Linked DNA regions of Capra hircus: region 1 is linked to region 2. The links are chromatin contacts, called in public Hi-C maps. All regions are on one chromosome and are shown on one strand. The core of a region is the stretch at or near the end of the contact, and the rest is flanking DNA. Distances in the headings are between cores, read along the strand shown.

The links. Hi-C and Micro-C count contacts between places; a contact is called where the count stands out from the background.
Region 1: a contact with region 2 is called in a Hi-C map of blood, with 9 times the contacts expected there. The contact joins two enhancer-like sites. A contact is called at or near these places in 3 of 5 Hi-C or Micro-C datasets (blood and liver).

What each region holds. Positions count from the first base shown.
Region 1 is chr13:59,584,291-59,590,388 of ARS1.2, reverse strand. No RefSeq gene overlaps it. Among named protein-coding and RNA genes, the nearest start is that of SLC52A3, 5.5 kb to the left of the region's middle. Within about 2 kb of position 4,413, at least 5 of the 5 cell types and tissues checked have an H3K27ac peak or open chromatin away from gene starts, as enhancers often do.
Region 2 is chr13:59,451,040-59,457,159 of ARS1.2, reverse strand. RSPO4 (R-spondin-4) reads right to left here. Exons shown (of 5, transcript XM_005688332.3): 4 at 4,860-5,045; 5 at 523-2,214. The coding sequence ends at 2,111. Among named protein-coding and RNA genes, the nearest start is that of RSPO4, 35 kb to the right of the region's middle. Within about 2 kb of position 2,124, at least 1 of the 5 cell types and tissues checked has an H3K27ac peak or open chromatin away from gene starts, as enhancers often do.

The sequences.
Region 1 (6,098 bases), core at 3,164-5,663, 130 kb before region 2:
GGACCGGGCTTCATGCTTATGTCCTTTTTCAGTGGGACTAATAGACCATGAGAACTCCATCACTCGCTCTTTCTTATCTGTAGCCTTTGCTGCTTTCAACCAGAACTGCTCACCATTCTGAGTAGTCACGGTACATCTAAGTCACCAAAATTTCCCTACTGATCCTTCTGTCAGAATATCCTTTCTGGGAATTCCCTGGTGATCCAGTAATTAGGACTTTGCTATTTCACTTCTTCGGAGAAGGCAATGGCGCCCCACTCCAGTACTCTTGCCTGGCAAATCCCATGGATGGAGGAGCCTGGTAGGCTGCAGTCCATGGGGTCGCTAAGTGTCGGACATGACTGAGCGACTTCCCTTTCACTTTTCACTTGCATGCATTGGAGAAGGAAATGGCAACCCACTCCAGTGTTCTTGCCTGGAGTATCCCAGGGACGGGGGAGCCTGGTAGGCTTCCATCTATGAGGTTGCACAGAGTCGAACACGACTGAAGCGACTTAGCAGCAGCATTTCACTGCTTAGGGCTCAGGTTCAGTCCCTGGTTGGGGAACTAAGGCCCTACAAGTTGTGTAGCGCAGCAATCAACAACAAAACAAAAAGAAAACATTGTCTCATCTTTTTCAGGCACAATCCTGTCCATATTTCAAAGCCAATCTCAAATACTACCTCCTCCAAAGAAATTTTCTTGACATCTGTGTCTAACATAACCAGTATACATACACTGGGAACTTAAATATTCATTGCACACGTAAATGAATGAACTCCAACCAAAATGTTCTCCCCTTCCTTGTCATCTCCAGATATTTTTTATAGCCTTTGTTGTTTAAATAATAGACTTTAATTAATTAAAGGGTTTTTTTTGCCACTTTAAAGTTTATGGGAAAATATTCTTTATGTAATGGAGCACATTATCAACGTCATTCTGAAGCTTGCTCTTTTGGATTAATCTCTCTTAGAGATCTTTCTATATCCCCAGTATTCAGATCTTCATTCATTGGCTTCATTCAGTCAACAAATTATTAAGTGTCAGTTGTCTTTCAGGCACTGTGAGAGATGCTTGGGATATAAAATTGAACAAAATAGACAAACCCATTGTCCTCGGAGAGCTGGTTTTCCTTCTGATGGAGCAAGATGGACAGTAAGGAATAAGGGAATCACTCAGTATGTTACAGTATATGCTCTGTAGAAAAAAGAGAGCAGATGAGGGGAAGGTGGAGTGGGAAAGGACCCAGCACAGGGCAGGTTGCAGAGTGCAAGGCACCTGTAGAGCCACTTCAAGGGAATCTCAGCCCAGGGAACTGGCAGGACTTAGAGGTGTACCATCACCCAAAAGCACCGGGATGAATTTAGCTAGCCCCATTGCTTGTTGCCTATCATTTACCATCAAGTACAGCGCTGTAACAGACACTGTGGCAATCTGTCTTTTTGTCAATGTGTGAAATATCTGTAGAATCAATTCCTGGCTGCTAACTACAACATACTTGAGAACAGTCACCCAGTTGCTCTCCAAGGATGCTGTGTCAGGACCATGAATCCCCTGCAAAGCACAGCCCCGGGTGATCTCAAACAGATAGACTCTTCTGTCAGGCCAGGAGGTCGCTCACATTCCAACAGGAGAGTTTCCAGGGAAGACTTCAGCTGACTCACGGAAGATCGCCCATAGTTTCACTCGTAGTGTCTTTCGGGGTGGACGTTGCTTTCCTGACGGGTTGGTGGGCAAATGGATTAGGGGTTGGAGGCGCCGCTGCCGTTATTCAGAAAAGCCACGAGGGGGCGCAGGAAGCCCCAAACTCCAGAGATGTACCTTGCAAAGGGCATCTTGAGGTTTAGGATCTTCTCACTGAGTGTGTGTGTGTGTGTGTGTGTGTGTGTGTGTGTGTCTGACTGTGTGTGTGTGTGTGTGTGTCTGACTGTGTGTGTGTGTGTGTGTGTGTGTGTGTGTGTGTTGTTGGGCGGAGGGTCTTAAAAAGTGGGTGATGGAAAGAAGCAGAAAGATCAGAGGAAAAAGAGACGCAGGAGGAGAAGGTTAGGGGAAGAGGCCTCCAAGGGTGTCTCCTGATCAGTTATGGATTTGTTTACTCCCAGTTTAGCCGACCAGGTGCAGACCTCATAAAAATGAGTGCTATCTCATAGCCCTGAATTGAACTCAGGAGTACAGAACAGACTGGAGAAAAAGTCATAGGATAAATATGTACAGTATGATGATTCCTTTTGTGTAATATGTATATACTGTGCTTAGTTGCTCAGTCATGTCTGACTCTTTGTGACCCCATGAACTGTAGCCCACCAGGCTCCTCTGTCCATAGGGATTCTCCAGGCAAGAATACTGGAGTGGGTTGCCATGCTCTCCTCTAGGGGATCTTCCCAACCCAGGGATTGAACCCTGGTCTCCTACACTGCAGGCAGATTCTTTTACCATCTGAACCACTAGGGAAGCATATCCCTTCTCCAAGGGATCTTCCAAGCCCAGGAGTTGACCCGGGGTCTCCTGCATTGCAATCGGATTCTTTACCAGCTGAGCTACCAGGGAAGACAATGTGTGTGTGTGTGTGTGTGTGTGTGTGTGTATTCCCCACAAATAAAAGCTACATATTCTTAGGGCTGTGTGTGTGTTTACCATATATATCACCATAGGAAAAAATCTTGAAAGATAAGTTTTAAATTGACAATAGTGAGGACTTCCTTGGTGGTCCAGGGGTTAAGGCTCAACCTTCCAATGCAGGAGGCTTGGGTTTAATCCCTGGTAGGCGAGCTAAGGTCTCATACGCTATAGGAGCAGCCAAAACTGTAAAAACATAATAAAATTAAAAACCTAAATTGACAATAGGAGTTATCTTTGGGATTGTGTATATGTGTGTAGAGGGGGTCAAGGAATAGGAAGGGGAATGGGAAATGATCAAAGAGGACTTTCAGAGTTAACGGAAGTTTTTCACTTTTCTAGGAATCTGTAACCCTGTTAGTTGTGTAACCTAAAATTAAAAACTACTTAAGAAAACAATGGAGAAGAAGGAAAAAAAGAAACATCCAATGCCATCTTAGTGGCGCAGCAATAGAGGTTTTCCACCCAGCTCAGGGGAGGTGAGAGCCTCCTCCGCTCTGCTGAGAGTGTCCCTAGGGCCTCCTTTCTTCTCCTTGGCTCTGTCCTGTGTGGGGACCAACGACAGCTCAAGGTGGATCAGAAGTTAAAGGTGGGGGGAATTGTGGCACCATCTGAATGGGGTAAAGATAGGGGAGCACATCCTCTGCTCAAGCTGGAAGAACTGAGCTGGAATGGGAACAGTGCAGGAGACTTAGGAGATGCAGGTTCAATCCCTGGAGGAGGGCATGGCAACCCACTCCAGTATTCTTGCCTGGAGAATCCTATGGACAGAGGAGCCTGGTGGGCTACAGTCCATGGGACCAAAAAGACTTGGACATGGCTGAAGTGACATAGCACGCACGTGGCCAATGGGTCACTGCAGACTGACCTCTACTGGACACCCTGGTGCAGGATTTCGGGAGTGAAGGGAGGTGGAAATTCCAGCCCAGATGGGATAGAGATTTTCCATCCAGCCAAGTAGGGAAGGTGTGGACTAATTTGGAATGTATGAAAGCTGAGGCAGCATGATGCCTCCTAAGAATGTAGTAATACCAAGGATGGATTCCCTGCGTCTAGGGAGGCTGTGGGGAATTTCGTGCAATACCCAATTGGAAAACAATACGGAGATGAGACTTCAACCGTAGGTGGGCCTCAGTATTTTCATCTATAAAATGGGTGAAAGGTGGAAATCTGGCCACTCTATACCTTCCACTGTCTCTGATTTTTTTTTTTTTTTCTATTCCAGGGGTCATACTCAATGAAGGCGGCGACAGAGGATGAGATGGTTGGATGGCATCATTGACTCAATGGAGATGAGTTTGAACGAACTCTGGGAGATAGTGGAGAATAGGGAAGCCTGGCGTGCTGCAGTCCATGGGGTCAAGAGTAGAACACGACTGACTGAACAAGGGCAATTCTTTATGGCCCTCAACCTGAGGATTTGCAGTTCCGATCATTAGCCACCAGAGAGCGCCTTCTGACAGATTTGGGGGAAAAAACAAACCAAAACAAAACCAGCCTGACCTGAGGGGGAACCTGAGACAGGGGTCTTTCCTCGCTTTGTCTGCTCTTTCACATGACTGCTGATTGGGATTAACTCTGCCCCTGCACCAGGGATAGAGCAAGGAACAGAGACTCCTGTTTTCCCCACACCGCACATCCGATCTCTCAGCCGACCCTGCGGGATAGAGTCTGGCCACTCTGTCCCTTCCACTGCCACCACTCCGTCTGGCCTCCTTTGCGTCGTCGTGCTTGGACTCTGCTGCCGTCTCCTCCCTGGCCATCCTACTTCACCTGCTCCCGCCCTTCACGTCATGACTCAGAGCCTGTCCTGCCTCTGCGCAGACCCCTCCCCGCCTGGCTCCGCCCGTTCCTCCCTGTGGGCCGCCACTGCCGTCCTGCCCCCATCACACCGAGCTTGGCTTCCTTCCTCCCAGCTCTCCACTGCAGCCACACTGGCCTCCCTGCTGTCGCTCACCCGGCAGACTCTGCCCTAGGGCCTTTGCCCTTGCTGTTCCCTCAACCCGGGGCTCTTTCCTTAGGCAACCCCAGGTCCCTTCCTCCCTTTATCCAGGTCTCTGCTCAATCCCAGCCTTCAGAGGTGACCCCTTAACAAAGCAGCCCAGTCACCGTCCCTGTCTCCCTCCATGAGCTGCTCCCGCTGTCCTCACTGTGCCCTTGATGCCGGGCTACACCCTGTCCTCTTATGTGTCTTGCCTGGCCTCTGACTCCCACCAGCCTCAGCTTGACCAGGGTGGGGACCGTGTCTGATTTGTTCCTGGCTGAGGCCCTGGTATCTAGTTTGTGCCTGACACACAGATAAGCTCAGGAAATATCTGTTGACTGTGAAAAAGGAGAGCTTGAGGACAGACAGCTGAGCCCCAGAGTAAGAGTGACCTTCGGGGCCCTGTGTGAGTGACAGGTGAGGGGGAACCTGGCTGCCGCTGCTGGAGGCAGGACCCTCTCCTGTCCGGGGGACTGGGGGTGGGGTTGGGGGGCGGCACTGAGCCCTCACCCTCACCTCCTCACATGTCTGGGGTCCTGTCCCATCCCCCACCCATGACCCTGACTGGCTGGGGGTCAGAGGTCGGCTTCTGACCCTTTCTGTGCCCACAGACCTTCTCTCCACCTCTTCCTCTGCAGGACCCTGTCCTGGGTCCTTTAGGAAGATCCAGGGTCAGGCCTGGGCCTCAGTTTCCCTGTCTGCCTAGTGAGCTAGACAACGAGAGGAAGGGGCCCAGGCCCACGTCCCAAGGTGGGGGATGGTCTGGTGTGAAGGGACTGTGCCCTGCCCCTCCCCCACCCCAGGCACTGGCTCACTGGCTGGGGGCCCCCAGGGACAGTAAAGCTGTTGGCTTCCTGCCTGGCCCCAAACCTGAGAGCAGATGTCCCAGGGAGGGGACAGTCAGTGGTGAGGCCCCCGGAGCTGCTCAGAGAACCAGAAGCCAGCCCTGTGGGGAGAATCAGGGGGTCCCAGGGAAGGAGGGCCAAGCTTCCCAGATACAGGGCTGGCTTTCCCCAACCCAGAATGTTCTTCCCGCCTTATCCCGGCTTCTTTCACTCTCACGGCAGGTTCACAGTTTTGGCTATACCCAGGATCTGCCATGATGATTGTTTCTTAACGATTTTTTTTCTCTAAGTCAACCAGAAAAGATTGCATTAGAATAATTTTAGACACAGAGAAAAATACAGAATGACATTATGAACTACATACCCAATACCCAGATGAAACACAGGCATTTTCCATATTAGCTTCGCCTATTTCTTCCTGAAATATCAATGTGAATTGTAGATATCCTCAATTTTTGTCCCCAAATACTTCAGTTTGCATCTCCAAAAAGTAAGGCCATTTCCAGGATCACTGTTGCACTTCATAATATTCATAGTTCTCTGATATCTAATATTTAGTCCACAACTGATTTCCCTGGTTATCCCGAGAATGTGTGTTACAGTTGACCATGGACTTCTTATAAGAGGAAACTTCTTGATACATGAAATGAAAAGCAAGCATATTCTGTCATAA
Region 2 (6,120 bases), core at 875-3,374:
GGCAATGGATTTAACCCAGTTATGCCTCCTCTTAATCCATCAAAAGGGGGTATTAAGGCCCAGAATGAGGAAATGATTTGGCCTTGACCCCACTGATTGCCGATGACAAGGTGAGACTTGGACCTGTGCCTCCCAGCACTAACCGCCACCCCCCACCCCCGCCAACAGGAGCCCAGGGAGTTGAGACAGCTCTGTGGAACGGTCACACCTCCTAGGTGTCCCTGACCCTCCAGACATGTCATACGGGGCGCAGATGGGTTCCTGGGGCCTCTCCTGTGATCTTGGGGCTGAGAGGTACAGGAGTAGGGGAGCACAGCTTTGGTTTGCCTCTGGCTGAGCCCCCTTCTTGTGAGAGGCCTGGAGGGGCTGAGGGCCCATTCCCCACCCAGTCCCTTACACACCCTGGTCCTCTGGTCCCCGGGCATTCCAGAGAAAACCATCCTACATGGTTTAGGTTCGATTACTCCAAATTCATCAGGATCATGATTTTGCAACACCACTTGATGCCCAAGAAGCATCTGTGAGTTTCTTTTCCCTTTATTAAAAAAAAAGTGGGGTCTTGAAACAACAACAGAGTGTTTCAGAGGCGCAAACTTTTGCAGAAGAGAAGCTAGTGGCCTGGCCAGGCGAGGGGCTCTCACGGACCTCAGGGAGACAAAGAGTGAGGCCTTGGGGGACGGGGCCCCCAGAGTCTGCTGGAGGCAGGGATGGGGGATCTGTCTGTGCTGGGTGGAGGGGAGCCTGAGGGTGGGCGCTGTCTCTGGGCGGGGCTGTCCTTCTCCATCACCTTCAACCTCTCCTCCATCCCGCTAACACCCCTGTTCCCAGGCCACCCTGGGGCCCTGGGGCCTCATTCTCTCCTTGTTCTTGGCTGCGGGCAATGCCAATGGAGGAAGCACCACTTTCTGGGGAGTTAGGAGAGCAAAGGAAAAGGGACGCCCTTGATGGTGGAGTGCCAGGCGGTGAGGAGATGCCCTGTATTGCTCTTCCTGCTGGTGTATGGCCTTGGCTGGCGGCTGGGGGGCGTGCCACAGGCTGGGGTGTCAGGGGTGAGGAGGGGAATCCTCCCTTACTCCTGACTCGACAACTTCCTTCCTCACCTCCCCAAGGTTCCCAAGGCTTCCTTGCAGCTGTGGGTGTGCTGAGCAGGTGAGCAAGTGGAAGGCACAGCCCATGGGATCCCTGGGTGACCTTGGACAAGTGCCTTCTCAGCCTCAGTCTCCTCAGAGGTACAACAAACAGGAGGAGCCGGAGGGAATGGAGTGGCCTGGAGAATCTCAAAGTTCCTTTCAGCCTGCATGGCCTCTTCTGGAATGAGCTGGGACTCAGGACATAGGTGACCAGGGGCTCGGGAAGCAGGGCCCAGGGCACCTTGAGAGGGAGGCTGCTGAGGGAGCACTGATACGTGCAGCAGGCAGCTTCCAGAAGGGTGGACTCGGAAGCTTCCAGAAGGGTGGACTCGGTACAAGTTCGGCTGTCCAGCCAGAGGCCCCATCCCGGCTCCTCCATGGCCAGCTGGGGTATCCAGAAGCCCGAGGAGCCTCTTCCAGGGGCTTCCCAGGGAAGCTGGGGGCTGTGGAGATGCCTCTAGGTATTGGCTAGAGCTGGAGGCACCCATAACTCTGGGTCCCGGAGTCTCCTCTGGAGTGGAAGTAGGGCTCTCAAGACTCAACAAGCCTGCCTGGGCTGTGGCCTGGGCCCTGCTCTTAGAAACACCTTCTCTGCAACGGGGCTGAGGAGGGTCGGGGAAAGACCTAGAAAAAGAGGTGCGCTTTCTTTAAGGAGGAATAGCGAGTGAGGAGTTGGGGAGGGGGCGGGGTACACAGGAGTAGGTCTCTGTCTTAGTGTGTGCGTGGTGGTGGTGGGGACACAGTGAAGAAAAACAGGAGGAAAGGAAAAGATAAAAGGAAAGCCAGAAAAATGAGAAAGGAAGGGTAGGAAGGAGGGGAAAGCCGAGGTGGCAGAAATGTGGGAAATGCAGGAGAAAAGAGAGAAGAGATGTGAGCGAGAAAAAGAGAACAGGGAAGGGAGAGGAGGCGGAACAGCCAGAGAGTGAAGGGGTGAGAGCAAACTCTTGAAGTGGCCCACGCCTTGGCTGCGGGCTGGGCGCCTAGGTGGGCGCTGGCCGGGGCCTCCCATCCCCCCTGCCGTCCAGCTTCCGGTCCTTGCGCGGGCGCCGCTCTCTCTGGCCCTTCTTCCGATTGGGGTTTCTCTCTGCAACAAGAGCACAGAGTATTGTTGCTGAGGCCATCCTGACAGACGAGGGGTAGCCCCACTCCCCGCAGCAGGCTCGGAATGACACAGGGGTGCTGACCTGACAACCACTCCTTTTGAGAGTTGGGACGGCAGCATCACGTACCCTAAACCGGACACTCTCAATTCCTTAGGGGCTGAAGAGGGCACTGACTTGTGGGGCACCACCCATGCTGGGCATCTGCCTCATTTAGGGCTCGAGGTCAATGTGGGGCCCCCTTTGTCAAGAGCTAGGGTGGCTTCGAGGGCTGGAAGGAGTTGGGGAACAGATCCACCCATGTGCACTCACCGCAAGTTTTACCCGGCTCTTTGCTGGAGACGCAACACGTTTCACCAGGGTCTCAGCACCAACCTCCCCACTTTGCTCCCGGCCCAGCTCTGCCCTCAAACAACAGTGACAGCAGCATCTGGCTGATGCTCCTGCTGTTGCCAGCTGTTGCTCCAGGTGCCCTGTGTATCTCATCTCCAGGGTATCCGCGAGGCAAGGGCAGCCCGGATGCCCCATATGATGCTGTCACTGGGGTCTGTACCCACTGGCTCTCCCACCGTGGGGAGTGGATGAACACCCCAGACCTGCTGGGGAATCCTGACCCCACTGTGCCCCCCGCCCCCTATGGAGCTGGTGTGAGTGTCTAACACAAACACACAAACAAGTCCCATTTCTCAGGTGAGGCAACTGAGGCTCAGGAGGGCCCTCACTTACTCAGAGGCACAGCCTAGGCTGGACTTCTGGGCATTACTTTTGAGTGACTCCTGGCTCACGTGGAGCAAAAGACCACGTCGTCTCCGTGGCCTGTACCCCAACCCCCGCCCTTGTTCACACCATCCTGGTCACTGGCAGCTTCATCCACTGCCACACCCTCGCACTGGCTGTGCCCTCTGTCTGGAATGCTGTTCCTGTTGTGAGAGATTATCAACAAGCAAAAAGATGGAGGCATGGGTGGGAGCAAAAAAGTGAAAGTTGCTCAGTCGTATCCGACTCTTTGCAAGCCCATGGATTATACAGTCCATGGAATTCTCCAGGCCAGAATACTGGAGTGGGTAGCCTTTCCCTTCTCCAGGGGATCTTCCCAGCTGAGGGATTGAATCCAGGTCTCCTGCATTGCAAGTGGTTTTTTTTACCATTTGAGCCACCAGGGGAGCCCAAGAATACTATCCCTTCTCCAGTGGATCTTCCCGACCCAGGAATCGAACTGGGGTCTCCAGCATTGCCAGCTGATTCTTTACCAACTGAGCTATCAGGGACTCTGGTGGGACCAAGGACAGCCCTAAATTTCTGATTTAAAAGTGTCTGCACATCCAGGCCACCTTCTTGCATCACTGGCCCCACACTCTTCTACAGGAGCTGCTGGGGGGGTCCCCAGGTCTGGGGTATCTTCGTTTCTCTGGTCCCATCTCAAACTCATCCTCTGTCCCCAGCTGCCCACCATGTATGGGACAGTCCCCCCGGAAGAAGGCTCATCCCATCCAGTTCCCTAGCGGCTGCCCTAGCTTCACGTAGCGAGGAATCAGCTCGCTCAGAGCTGAACTCTGTCTCGTGTGTGAATGAATGCCAAGTGCTGTGGAACACTTGTCCTGTTGCTGGCTATTCTAGGGCCACCAATGTGCTGTCAATCAGGAGGTGAGACAGCTCTGTTGGACTTTACAGAGAACTGGTCGCCATTTGGGAAACTGCGTCTCTGATGGCAACATGGTGGTGCCTGAGGCCCTGACTGTGGACGGCTACCGCCTTCACTGTGACGTTACTTCAGTCAGTACTGTGTTGGACCCAAGCACGGCCATAATGAAATTTGTTTCTCCTTATAGTTAGGCACTAGGCGTGGGTGCATGCTAAGTCCCTTCAGCCGTGTCTGACTCTTTGTGACCCTATGGATCATAGCCCACCAGGCTCCTCTGTCCATGGGATTTTCCAGGCAAGAATACTGGAGTGGGTTGCTGTGCCCTCCTCCAGGGGACCTTCCCGACCCAGGGATCAAACTCTAATCTCTTACATCTCCTGCATTGGCAGGCACGTTCTTTCCCACTAGTGCCACCTGGGAAGCCCAGCTAGGTACTATACTGATTTTTCTTTTTTAATGACCAGTGCAAATGGGTCACATTATTCATAACTTTGTTTCAGAGTGTCAAGGGGAGGTCCCCAGTCCTTTATTATAGGAGGTATCAGTCTGAAGGGGTCTCAAACCCCTGCTGGAAAGGACAAGCTTGGTCTTCCTAAGGGGTCTGAGGCTGACACTTGCAGGTGGACGCTGGGGAGGGCAATGCTCAACACCCAGGAAGCTGTGGCTAGTGGGGGCCTTCGGGCTGTGCTGTGCTGAGTCACTCAGTTGCCTCCGACTCTTTGTGACCCCATGGACGGTAGCTCACCAGGCTCCTCTGTCCATGGGGATTCTCCAGGCAAGAATACTGTAATGGGCTGCCATGCCCTCCTTCAGGCGGTCTTCCCAACCCAGGGATTGAACCCAGGTCTCCTGCATCGCAGGCGGATTCTTTACCATCTGAGCCACTAGCGAAGCCCTCAGGCAGCCCTACAGGGACGCTTCGTGGGGTCTGGGTCCTGCAGTCACTACTCCCTGCCTGTTGCCCACCGTGCCCACCCTGGTGCTCACCTCCTGGGCAGGGCCTCCGGATGGGGCATTTCCTTGACTCAGACAGCACCTGGCAGGTGGCTGCCTCCTCCCGCCCAGCCCGGCCGGTCTCCCGCACGCGGGTCTCCAGGCCCCAGGCCGAGCCGCAGGTCTTCCCGTTGTGTGTACAAGGGCTCCAGCTGCCCCAGGGGCTCAGCTCACACTCCTCTGGGGGAGGGGAGGGGAAGACAGACAGACGGATGGGGTCAGTTGGCAGTGAGTTTCCCTCAGATCAAGTGCAGGGTCTGAGGAGTTCAGCTCCCTGAAGCCACCATCTCCATGTGTTAGAGTCTCAGGCTGTCATTAAGGAGCCAAAGGGGAACGTTTAAACAGCTACTTATGAGATCCTGGGATGAGAGCGGTACTAATGCAAACACAGGCCGTGGCGGGCCGGAAGCCTGAGTGACCGACTGTGTGGCTTTAAAGGGGAAGGCTTCCCTGAGGAGGTGACGTAGGAGCCAGAGGAAGAGCAGACTTATCAGGCGGCAGCGGAAGGAAGTGCATCCCAGGTAGGTGTGCACAGCCCTGGAGGCCTGGCCATCCTGTGTGGGGCACGAGGATGCTGTAGTGAGGGGCAGAGGGAAGGTTCAGGATGGGAGGGACAGGAGACAGGCTGCAAGGTTGGCTGGGAGGCCCTCAGGGCCAAGACCTGGTTTCTGAACCTGATCATGTGCCCCTGATAAGTTTAGGAGGTGGGAGTTACGCTCTGCTGTTGTGAGGAAAAATGAGGTCATGGACAGAAAAGGTAGGGAGTAATTTTTTTTTTTAATATATGAATATATAATATATAGTATTCTTTCACATTTGGTTCTTTTAAGAGCCCTGGAAAGGTAGGCAGAGAATAGGGAAGCTCTTAATACCTCCACTTTGCAGATTAGTACATGGAGGCCTAGAGCAGGTAAGGGGTAAGCTGAGGCTCCAATCCTTTGGCCATCTTATGCGAAGAGCAGACTCATTGGAAAAGACCTGGATGCTGGGAAAAATGGAGGGCAGGAGAAGAAGGGGGCGACAGAAGATGAGATGGTTGGATGGCATCACTGACTCAAAGGACAGAGTTTGAGCAAGCTCCAGGAGATGGTGAAGGACAGGGAAGCCTGGCGTGCTGCAGTCCATGGGGTCAGAAAAGAGTTGGAGACGACTGAGTGACTGAACAACTAGGGAAAAGAGGCGCTTGCACAGCAGAACAGCAAGTGTTTACGATCCAGCAGGGCCCAGTAACCAGGTCTCCAGATCCTGGAACTAT